Regions from separate parts of the Mus musculus genome. Here region 2 is linked to region 1. A link is a contact called in public HiCAR-type data. All regions are on one chromosome and are shown on one strand. Each heading gives the region's core, a stretch centred on a gene start, on an enhancer-like site or on the middle of the called end of the contact. The rest is flanking DNA. Distances are from core to core; before and after follow the strand shown. Region 1 overlaps Pamr1 (peptidase domain containing associated with muscle regeneration 1). Region 2 holds the start of Slc1a2 (solute carrier family 1 (glial high affinity glutamate transporter), member 2).

Region 1 (4,860 bases), core at 417-2,916:
AAGACACAGGAGGCACACTGTTATGCAGCCCCAATGTCAGCAGTAACAAGGTGGGGAGACCCTATTTTAAGCAAACAGAGACTAAAGCACACCTACCAACTTTCAATGTGTTGTCAATGTCCACGTTATAGGTATTTTTCCAGACAAAATGATTGCGGACCATTCTATGGTGAATATGAAAGTATGCATTCATTTAATTCCTTAGATGGTATTAATATTGTTCTACATATTTTGTTATTATGAAGACGGCTATACTCCATATCCTTACATTATTTTGTTATTCATATGTGAACTGAATTCCCAGATTCTCTGAGGGTTCCTGTTTGTTCAGAGAACATAACATAATTATATTTTTGAGAAACATTGCCAAAAGGCCACTAGAAGATTTGCTTTTAGCTAATCTGATATCATCTAGGGTTGTAGGAATGGGCTCCTTTTTTTCTGCTGATTAAAGAATTAAAATTTAGGAAAACTTTGAAAGTCAAGCAAAGCCAATATTTATTTAAAGAGGACATTTTATTAGAGTTTAAAAGAAACAAAATTCCAGATCAGTCAAGCTGTAACTCTCAGCAGCTGTCCAGAGGAGGAGAATGGAGAAGAGAAATTAAAAAAAAAAAGAAAGAAAGAAAGAAAGAAAGAAAGAAAGAAAGAAAGAAAGGAAAAGAAGGAAAAGAGAAAAGGAAAGGAAAGGAAAGGAAAGGAAAGGAAAGAAAAAAAGAAAAGAAGCTATACTGTTTGATTTAAGCCATCATGTAGGAAAGGTTAGGCTTTGTGAGTGATTCAGAAAAGCAGGCAGACTGTGTGCTCTTTAACATTAGAGTATGTTAGGGGGCAGGGATTCTGGGAAGGAAAAGTATAGACAATCGTTAAAGGGGCAATTGTTCTGTCTATTGCCTTAGCATGGTTTAAAGTAAGTATGCCTCTAGGAGAGGTACCACCTTCCAGAAAGACGATCCTTAGCCAGGTGATTAACCAATCCATCAGTGTTAATTCTTTTATACTCAGGGTAGCTTGAAATGTTGGGGCTCCATCCAACCTGATGTTTCATCGCCTTGGCCATAAGTAAATAGTTTACCCTTAATGGGCCTTCACCACCGTTGCATTAAGTCTGCAGAATGAGCCCTAGTGCGACCAACTGCTCTTCAAAGTAAGATCCGGGACCTGTATTTGTCAGACTGGAAATGGATTCCTATTCAGAGGAACCCATCCGTCTGAGGAGAGAGTTCCTGATTAGATTCATGAGGTTTGACTTCATTTCAGTGGTCAGGAGGATGCCAAAGCCCCTGATAGAACAGCCTGTAGGTGTTTATCCTCCTAGCCTCACCTTCCTTAAATCTTTCCCCAAGATGGCAATCTTTCCCCTACTCTCCAGTGACCTTCTCAGAAACTTAACTAGGGGAAATGGCCCCTCCTTAGCCTTCAGGCCCAGCTAGCCTCCTGCCAACCCTCAGCGACCTCCAGGATCCCCGGGCCACCGTGTGAGAAACCAAGGCCCTTTCTTTCCTCTGAGGGTTCCTGTTTCATTGTATAGAGCACAAGGACAAAGTAAGTCTTCTAGTAAATGGTCCGAATCTTGTTTTGAAAGAGTAAAGAGTGAGAGATTCATCGCCTGCTCCAATTTCCATGTTGCCTTTGTTCCTCTGGCCCAGTTGACAGAGCTGAGCTCTCCCCCTGCATCCTAATGAAGTCCGATGAAATGGGCTAAATCTTTCAGTCACAATGTTCACACTGCAAGCTCTGACGTTCCTTGGAACAAAACGAATCGGTCCTCCCCAATTAAAGTAAAACGGTGAATCTGAACTCATTGGGGTTTTTGGAGTCTCAGAAGATTTCCCACTGGTCTGTCCCAAGGACCAGGGAGAAAGAGCAGGATGAGAGGCCCACTTTATTCCTGAGCTTCAAAGCAGCGGCCCGAGTTTCTCATCAGAATGAGCCATTGGGAACTTTGGGAGGGTCCATGGAAACAAGGATGCTGACGCAAAGAGAATGTAGGAGACCCCTAGTGGGCAGCAGCTGTGTCCCATCATAGGTGGGCAAAGGCAACAGCCATGTCTTCCATCATAGATGGGTAAATGGATGTGGTGGGATTGATATAATCCATCCAGAGATGGGCAGGTGGGGCAACTTAAAAATGGAATCACTCACTACCTTTTTTTTTCAATTCCAAAGACTTCTCTTATTCTGAACATATGGGAACTAGATACATCTTTGTCTAATGGGAGATGGTGCTCACCAGGGTGAAGGTCTAAGGTGAATGACTTTGGATAGACTGTGAGTCTGCATTTCCCAGCCTTGAATGAGTAATTTAACATATATGAGCCTCCATTTTCCCAGTTAGAAACTCTAAAAAAATAGTGCTAGGTTATTGTGGGGATGAAGCTTAGTGATTCATGTAAGACAGATTTGAGTGTTAGGAGCAATTGTTTCCAAATTATGATTATTAACACCTTTTAACCAAAATGCCATTTAAAATTTATGATAAAGTTACGTGAATGAATCACGAAAATATTCCACATTATTTATAATGACGAGTGATGACAGTAATGTAAATGATACATTAGGATAGGGTCTTACTAAGATTAGGTACATAAAGGGAAGATGGGCTGTACTTTAGACCTTTCCTTTTTCCATTTTATAGTAATCTAACATCATTTTGTTTTTAAATCACATTCTTCTTGCCTATATATCTAAAAGATTTTTAAACTTTTTTATTGAAAATAGATTCTTCTTTCATTTAATACATCCTGGCCACAGTTTTCCCTCCCTTCTCTTCTCCAATATATAATTAATGGACTACTACATGATATTTCTATACATGCATAAATAGATTGTTGATCATTCATTGGTTATGTCTATCTACTCTGTAGCCCCTTTCTTCCTTCCTCTGTCTCTTATTTCATGTAGGGTAAAGTTCTAGAGAGTTCATGTGATGGGGCGAGTGGTTTGTTAGTCAGAGGTTAGCAAACAGTGTCCAAATCCCAGAGAAACAGGTGACGGCATAGTAATTACTCAGTAGCCGAACTGCTCCCACAAATGTGGAATGGAGCAGACCATGTGGGACGGGCCATCTGCTGTATGGTTGCTCAGGCTCTCTGTCCATCTGCCTGTCCCTTATCCTGGCCCTTTTGGCTTTTGCTTTGGCAGCTGAGGTCCCTGAGTAGGACTTAATTCAGGAGCAGAGTTTATACAGGTCCTGGTTTAAAAGACAATCCATTAGAGCTGGTATGGGCTGCGTGCCTACAGAGAGCAGGGACACCAAAGAATTAACCTGAAATGGAGACAAATATTTCTGCAACCACAGCCCCAGATGAACTCCATCCCTAGACATAGACCACAAAACTCCTTCTTAAAGGCCTGCCTTTGAGAACATTCTTTGTTTGATCCTCACCAACTTCAAAAGGTAAAAGCATCATCGTTGAAAATTCCAAGGTATTCTTGTTGGTATCCATGTACTAAAACAACAGTTTTCCTTGAGATAGGGTCTCACTATGTCACCCGGGCTGACCTCAAACTTGCAGTCCTCCTGCTTCAACCTTCAAGATCTAAGATTCCAGGCATGCAGCACTGTACCTACCTCTTCTATTCTCTATATGAGTGTGTTTGTGTATGTGTGTGCATGTATGCTCATGTGGTATATGCATGGGTTCTCATATGAATATGCCTGTGGAGTCCAGAAGTCAACATCTGGTGTCTTTCTCAGTCCCTCTCCACTTTATATTTTTGAGACAGGGTCTGTCATGGAAATAGCTCACTGCCTGAATAGATTGACTAGCCAGTGAACTTTTGAGGATCTGCCTGTCTCCACCCACTAAGTACTGAGTTTACAAAGTGCATTACCATATTCAGATGGTAAGTGGGTGCTGAGGATCCAAACTTAGGTCTGTATGCCTGTGTGACAGGCACTTTAACTGGCTGAGATAGCTCCTCAACTCCCCAGTACCCCAGTTTTCCTATACATTTTAAAATTCCTTTTTTTAAAAGATAGATTTCACTTTGTAATCCAGGCTGGCCTTAGAACTCATTGTATATCCCAGGCTGATGTATAACTCTCAGAAGTCCTGCTTTGGGTTTCCAAGTACCAGGATTATAGAGGTGAGCAATTCTATATTCAGCTTGTCTATTCTTAATATATCCCAGTCTCTGGGCTTCACGTCATTTTATTCACTCAGTTTTATCAACATTACAGCACAATGGCTACTTGAATCATCGTCACTTTACAGATTATAAATGTTTTTGGATACCTATTAAACTAGATACTGGGGAAAATAGAGGTATATGATGTGCAGTGTCTCCTCCTTTTGACAAAGCCATACAACACTCTTAACCTGAGAGCTTTCCTAGTACAGAGGAAAGGGTCACATGTGGTAGATTTCCTGGTAAGGACTTTCACTAACAAGAACTGTGGTAATGGTGATGAGGATTAATCAACGAGAGTCTCACTGAGAGCCCAGGCTGGCCTTGAACTCAAGATCTTCCCACTTCAGATTCCCCAGTGCTAATATAAGACACCGGGTACAGAATGCCTCTTATATGTCAGACACTGGATAGAATCTTCAAGGACTGAATGTACTTGGCACCTCAGGACCCTTTTGCAAAGTAACTCTCATCACACTCAAGGCTAAGCAGCAGAATTGTCCAGGGATGTTCATAGTGAAATTTTCTATATTTCGAAGAGTTGACTCTGCTAATCACTGGGAGATACTTCACCCAGTAGTTTAGAGTTACTATCTGTGTGTGTGTGTGTGTGTGTGTGTGTGTGTGTGTGTCTGTGTGTGTGTGTCTGTGTGTGTGTGTGTCTGTGTGTGTGTCTGTGTCTGTGTGTGTGTGTCTGTGCACATATGATATGTCCAGATGTACATG
Region 2 (5,125 bases), core at 2,115-4,614, 38 kb after region 1:
CTAATCTGCATTCATTGTAATAGTGCATAAATGTTTCTCTCCTCCCATATCCCCAACAGCATTGATATTCATTTGTTTTCTTCACAAAAGCCATTTGAAGTAGTTTTGACCTCTCCAAATGGCTCAGACATCAACTATCTTTTCACATACTTGTTGGCTATGTGAGCTTCTTTAGAAAACTACCCAATTCATTTGTCCATTTGTTCATTGCATGACTTTTTAGTGTTTTAAGTTTTTAGTCCTTTATGGTGTTTTAAGTTCTTTATAGATTCTAGACATTCCCCTGCCAGATGTGTTGCTGGCAAAAAGTTTCTTCCGCTATGTCAGCTTTTCTTCCCTATGTGAAGCTTTTTAACTTCATGCAATCTTATCTGCCAGGTCTTCTTGCTACTTCCTGAGATGTTGGGGTCTTTCAGAAGCACATACATATGCCAAGATGTTGAAGTGTTTTCCCACTGGCAGTTTCCCATTTTCATCTTCTGCACTAAATGTCTTTGGTCCATTTTGAGTGAATTTGATGAGGTAGGAGATAGAGATATGGCTTATTCTTTTATATGTGAACATTCAGTTTTTACCTGGGGAAGGTGGGGGCGGAGATACCAAACAGATCTTCTAGACTGAGAATCAAATCTCAAGAAAGCAACCTGAATATTCTAGTTTAAACCAAACCAAACCAAATTAAATCTTTACCAAAATATCGTAGTTCACACTCAGTGCTGGAATCATGCTGAATGTTCACAGGCCCGTGGGGTGGGCTGGGAGGTCAACGGAGAACCAGTTTCTTCTGCGCCAGAACCATCTGTGGCATAGTCCACATGATTAATAGACACGATTTCCCAGACAACCGAATGCAAATGTTTCTCTAACACAGCAGGTGGTGTCAGGACACCCAGATACAACCATTTACATGGAAGGTTGCAAGGCAGAATGACTATACCTATCTAATCCCAAGTATTTAATGAGTCAATCACCTGAATCCTCCAAGGTTCTCACCATGGAAAACATAATTAAGAATAATTTTCAATGCAATGAGTTTGTTTTTAATAGAAACCCTTTTATTGCCTTCCTTCCCCCATCCTTTAACTTGTTTTGCATTGGGGCATAAGGATCCTGCTGCTAGCTGGTGAATGGCGCAGCTGAGCCCTCTGGGGCTCTGTGGATGCTGAGGGGTTGCTATTATATAGCAGTTCATTTAGGCTCTGCGTAAAGGAGATGCTGGCAACAGAGGAGCTCCTGGGGTTCTTAGTACCCAGCCTATGAGAGAGTCTTGTGGCTTTGTTCTCCAGCTGCCACTTCCCAAGAAAAGCAAGGAAAACCCCTAAATAGTCAGTGACAATCTTAGGTACAAAGTCACAATCTACAGGGTTGTGATGTCAAGGCCACTACCAAATTTCAAAACACCAGTTTTATTCACACACATTTTTTTCTTTTCTTTTAGGGAAAGTTAAAAGCCCAAGCATGAAGGGATAATTAAAGATTTTATTTCTGATTTATCAAAACCCTTTTTAATTTTAATTTTTGTATTTCGTGTCTGTGCACTGGGAGCAATGCACATGCAGGAACCTGTGGAGGTCAGAAGAAGGTGTCAGATAGCCTGGAAAGGGGGTGGCAGAGACAGGTATGAGCTGCCAAGTGGGTGCTAAGAATCTAACCAAGAGCCTCTTCAAGGGCCATCTCTCCAAATCAGAGTCAGGTTCCTTAAGCTGAAGGGAACACAGAGCTGGTCAACGTAATTGGCAGACAAGAACAAACAAACAAACAAACAAACAGACAAACAAAAAACAAAAAACACAAAAATCTCCAAAACAAAAATAAAAACAAAAAACAAAACAAGCAAACAAAAACAGGACAGGAGAGCTAACCTTGGCTAACCCCACCCCACATTCTTCTCCTCGTTTCTTTCATGTGCCTAGTCTTCCTTTGCCCAGGAAACAACCCTCCAAAGATCCCCTAAAGTTAACGGAACTTTCTTTTTCTTCTTTTGGTTTCTGAAGCATGAGCTTACTCTGTAGCCCACACCTGTCTCAAACATGAGAACATCCTACCCCAGCCTGCTAGGCACCGGCATTCCAAGCATACAGCACCACAGCTGGTTTAACAGAACAGGTTTTGAATGCAGTTCATTCAGTTACTTATTGAGAACGAAGGTGACCCCTCCAGTTTGCCACGCATGCAAAGAAGCGAAGATGTGGAGCATGGATGAGAAAGCCTCTGGGCTAGAATCCTGGAGGGGAAAAGAAGGAGAAAAGAAACTAGAATGCTGGAGTTCTGAGATGCTGCTCAGAGGAGCCTAGCAGGTCCCAAGTGACCTGCTCACACCTTTTGACATCTTTGTTTACACTTTTAAACCTCTCAGTAGAGTCTGTTTAATTCTTATCTGGGCCCTGCAGAGGTGATAGGTTTGAGTCCCAATGTCCAGCAGAGGAAAAGAAGGTTTTGCCTTTTAGGTGGCCACGGGGTCAGCAGGTGGAGGACCTGTAGGTGTCTGGTGTGTCCCAGTCCTCGAGATAATAAAAGCTGAGCAGAACTTGTCATTATTATGCAAAGCTGGGCAGGAGGCTTGGACTCTCCCTCGCAGAAGGCAGAAGCCCATCTGTCTTTGCACGCCTCCCCCCACGCTCAGAGGCCTGCTGAGAACTGAGCCCTGGGTGGGTGAAGGAGATGCGTCTCCAGCCCTTGGCCCTGGCGTGTGTGTGTGTGTGTGTGTGTGTGTGTGTGTGTGTGTGTGTGTGTGAGAGAGAGAGAGAGAGAGAGAGAGAGAGAGAGAGAGAGAGAGAGAGAGGGAGAGAGAGAGAGAGAAATTATGGCATCCCTCACACCCTGCTCGCCCTCGGGGAACCACATTAATATTAATCTAGACGAATGATTGAATGTCCGGGATTTATTCGGGCCCGGGTAAAGAAGGACCCGCAGCTGGGTCGCGTTTCCTTCCGGTCACCTGAGTGTTTCTGCAGCTCAGATTCAGTGGGACTTCTACTCTCAGAAGTGGTAGGATGTGGGTGGGTGTGCCGGCCTGTGTGATGTGAGCCCGAGCAGATGTCCAGGGAGTGATGGGGAGTGCCAAGGCTTCTCCAAGGATTGGGGACGGAGGGGCATCCCGGGTCTCAGCGCTTGGCCCAGCACAGGGTGACCCAGGGCCACTCAGACTCGAGAGGAAACAATAGCGACTCCTTAGACCCTGGGATCCTGCCACTGGCTTTCCAAAGCCTTCCCGGACTACCGGCGGTGCCTTTTTTTTTTTTTTTTTTTTTTTCTAATTTATGACTGGAGGCTGGTGGGGGAGGGACAACAGAAAAGGGACAACGTCTAAAGATGGGGGGCAGGGGCGACAGTTAAAGAAGTCGCCCCAGGCTGCGGCGCGGGTGATGTCAGCTCTGGACAAAAATAGAGAGGGATCGCCTGCAAATCCCCAGCTCCGGCTGGGCTAAACCTTGCAATCCCTCTTCGGCCGGCGCCGAGCCAGGGCGCAGCGGCCTCTACCGCCTCCCCCGGCGCGCACACACCAGCACACGCGCACGCACGCACACACTCCCCCGCACTCGCACTCCCGGTCTTCCCCATCCCGCTCGGTGCCGGCCACTCCTGGTACCGGTCTGCCCCGCGGCGAAGCACACAGACACGCACACACACAGGTGGCTGCTGGGAAGCGGGGAGTGTGTTCCTGCAGCCCTGCGGCCAGCGCGACCTCGCAGCAGCCGGTGCAGGATCCCCGCAGCGCCCCTCGGAGCGCTGGCCGCGAGCCGCTCACGGGACCGCGCGCGGTGGAAAGCCGGGACGTGGATTAGCGCCCGCAGCAGCCTCCCGCGCGCGCCGAGGCGCTAAAGGGCTTACCCAGGAGGGGGGTGCGAGGGCGGAGAGAGGCTGCCCGTTAAATACCGCTCTCCGCCGCACTCCGGGCTCACCCAGCTCGCCGCCACCGTCTCCAGACCGTGCCCGGGAGGAGGGGGCGTTCCCCACGCCATGGCATCAACAGAGGGGTGAGAGCTTTTCTGGGTGCCCATGGGGAAGAGGGAGCCGCGCGCGGGGTGGTGCTGCCCTATCCCAGATGGGGACAGAGAACTGTGACCCTGGACCCCTGAAACCCTAGCAGAGCGCTGGAGGTGGTGGGAAAGGGGTCTGGTTTCTTTGGTAGACTAGCTGTCTTTTGAGGACCGGGAGGATTTAACGGAAAGGGGTGAAAAAGTGTGAAAAGAAACCGTGGAGGTTACTTCAGAGATTTAAAGACAATAAAGAATTGTCCACGGAGCCTGCAGGAAACACTGCCTGGGCTGCAAGGAGGGGACCAGTTGGAATGAATGAGCCAGGATCAGAGCCGGGGCGGGGCGAAGAGAAGCGCACAGCCTTGAATGCTAGCTTTGGGCGCGCACGGGTGTGTGTGTGTGTGTGTGTGTGTGTGTGTGTGTGTGTGTGTGTGGGGTGATGATGGCAAGACCCCAGCCCAAGAGGTCTTTGCCTTTGGATATTAGAATTTCCCTGGCGAGCTGCAAGGAAGAGTGGAAGAGATTTGGGTGCTTCCCGAGAGGAGGGAAGGAAACCTGTAGCTTGGAGCAAGAGTTTCCAAACTATCTGGACTATCACTGGCATTTTTATTTTGCCTGTGGCCTTGGAGGCGCCCCTCGCCTCTTGAGGCTGCAGTTGGCATGATGATCATTTCTGTGGTAGGACAACTGTATTTAGCAAGGGGAGAGTATGGGGGATGCACAAGTCCCTTGAATACTCATTCCAAGGTATCCTGGTCCTGTCTCCCAAATGCACTTCTCAGGCTTCCCGGAGCCTAGAACAGAATAAAAATAATAACTAGGGACCCCAGCTTTTGGGCTACTTCACAAATGGCACTAGCTGCTTTGGAGAGATCGGTGAACCTACATGTGACCTCAAAAGCAAGTATGAGGGTCTTCTCGGGACTGTATACTCGAGTCCTTGGTTCTGGCATTTTCTGGGGGCATGTTTAATAGAAATCAAACTCCGCCAACTTTCGGTGAGGTGGTGGGTGGTGAGTGGAAAGATGGTGTTTAAAGCCAGACATCGAGATTCCAACCTCAGACAAAGAAAATACGTCTAAATCTGCCCATCTTCATCCAAGAGAAAGAACCTATTCATCTATTTCTCTCATCCCACGAATCTT

The links. HiCAR-type assays count read pairs that join an accessible place to other places.
Region 2: a contact with region 1 is called in a HiCAR-type map of astrocytes, with 4 times the contacts expected there. The contact joins the promoter of Slc1a2 here to the enhancer-like site in region 1. A contact is called at or near these places in 5 of 484 Hi-C or Micro-C datasets (brain, cerebral cortex, cortical neurons and 2 more), 5 of 115 datasets of contacts at active chromatin or transcription factors (astrocytes, embryonic stem cells, neural stem cells and 2 more) and 1 of 9 other capture datasets (adipose tissue).

Annotation. Positions count from the first base shown.
Region 1 is chr2:102,619,290-102,624,149 of GRCm38.p6, forward strand. The region is part of intron 6 of Pamr1 (peptidase domain containing associated with muscle regeneration 1); the gene reads left to right. Among named protein-coding and RNA genes, the nearest start is that of Slc1a2, 37 kb to the right of the region's middle. Within about 2 kb of position 1,667, at least 25 of the 459 cell types and tissues checked have an H3K27ac peak or open chromatin away from gene starts, as enhancers often do. A contact at or near this core is called in astrocytes, neural stem cells and neurosphere, where this site is marked.
Region 2 is chr2:102,655,325-102,660,449 of GRCm38.p6, forward strand. Slc1a2 (solute carrier family 1 (glial high affinity glutamate transporter), member 2) reads left to right here and starts at 3,365. Exons shown (of 11, transcript NM_001077514.4): 1 at 3,365-3,977. The coding sequence starts at 3,961. It overlaps LOC115489466 (a long non-coding RNA gene), which reads left to right and starts at 3,984. Exons shown (of 2, transcript XR_003953884.1): 1 at 3,984-5,125.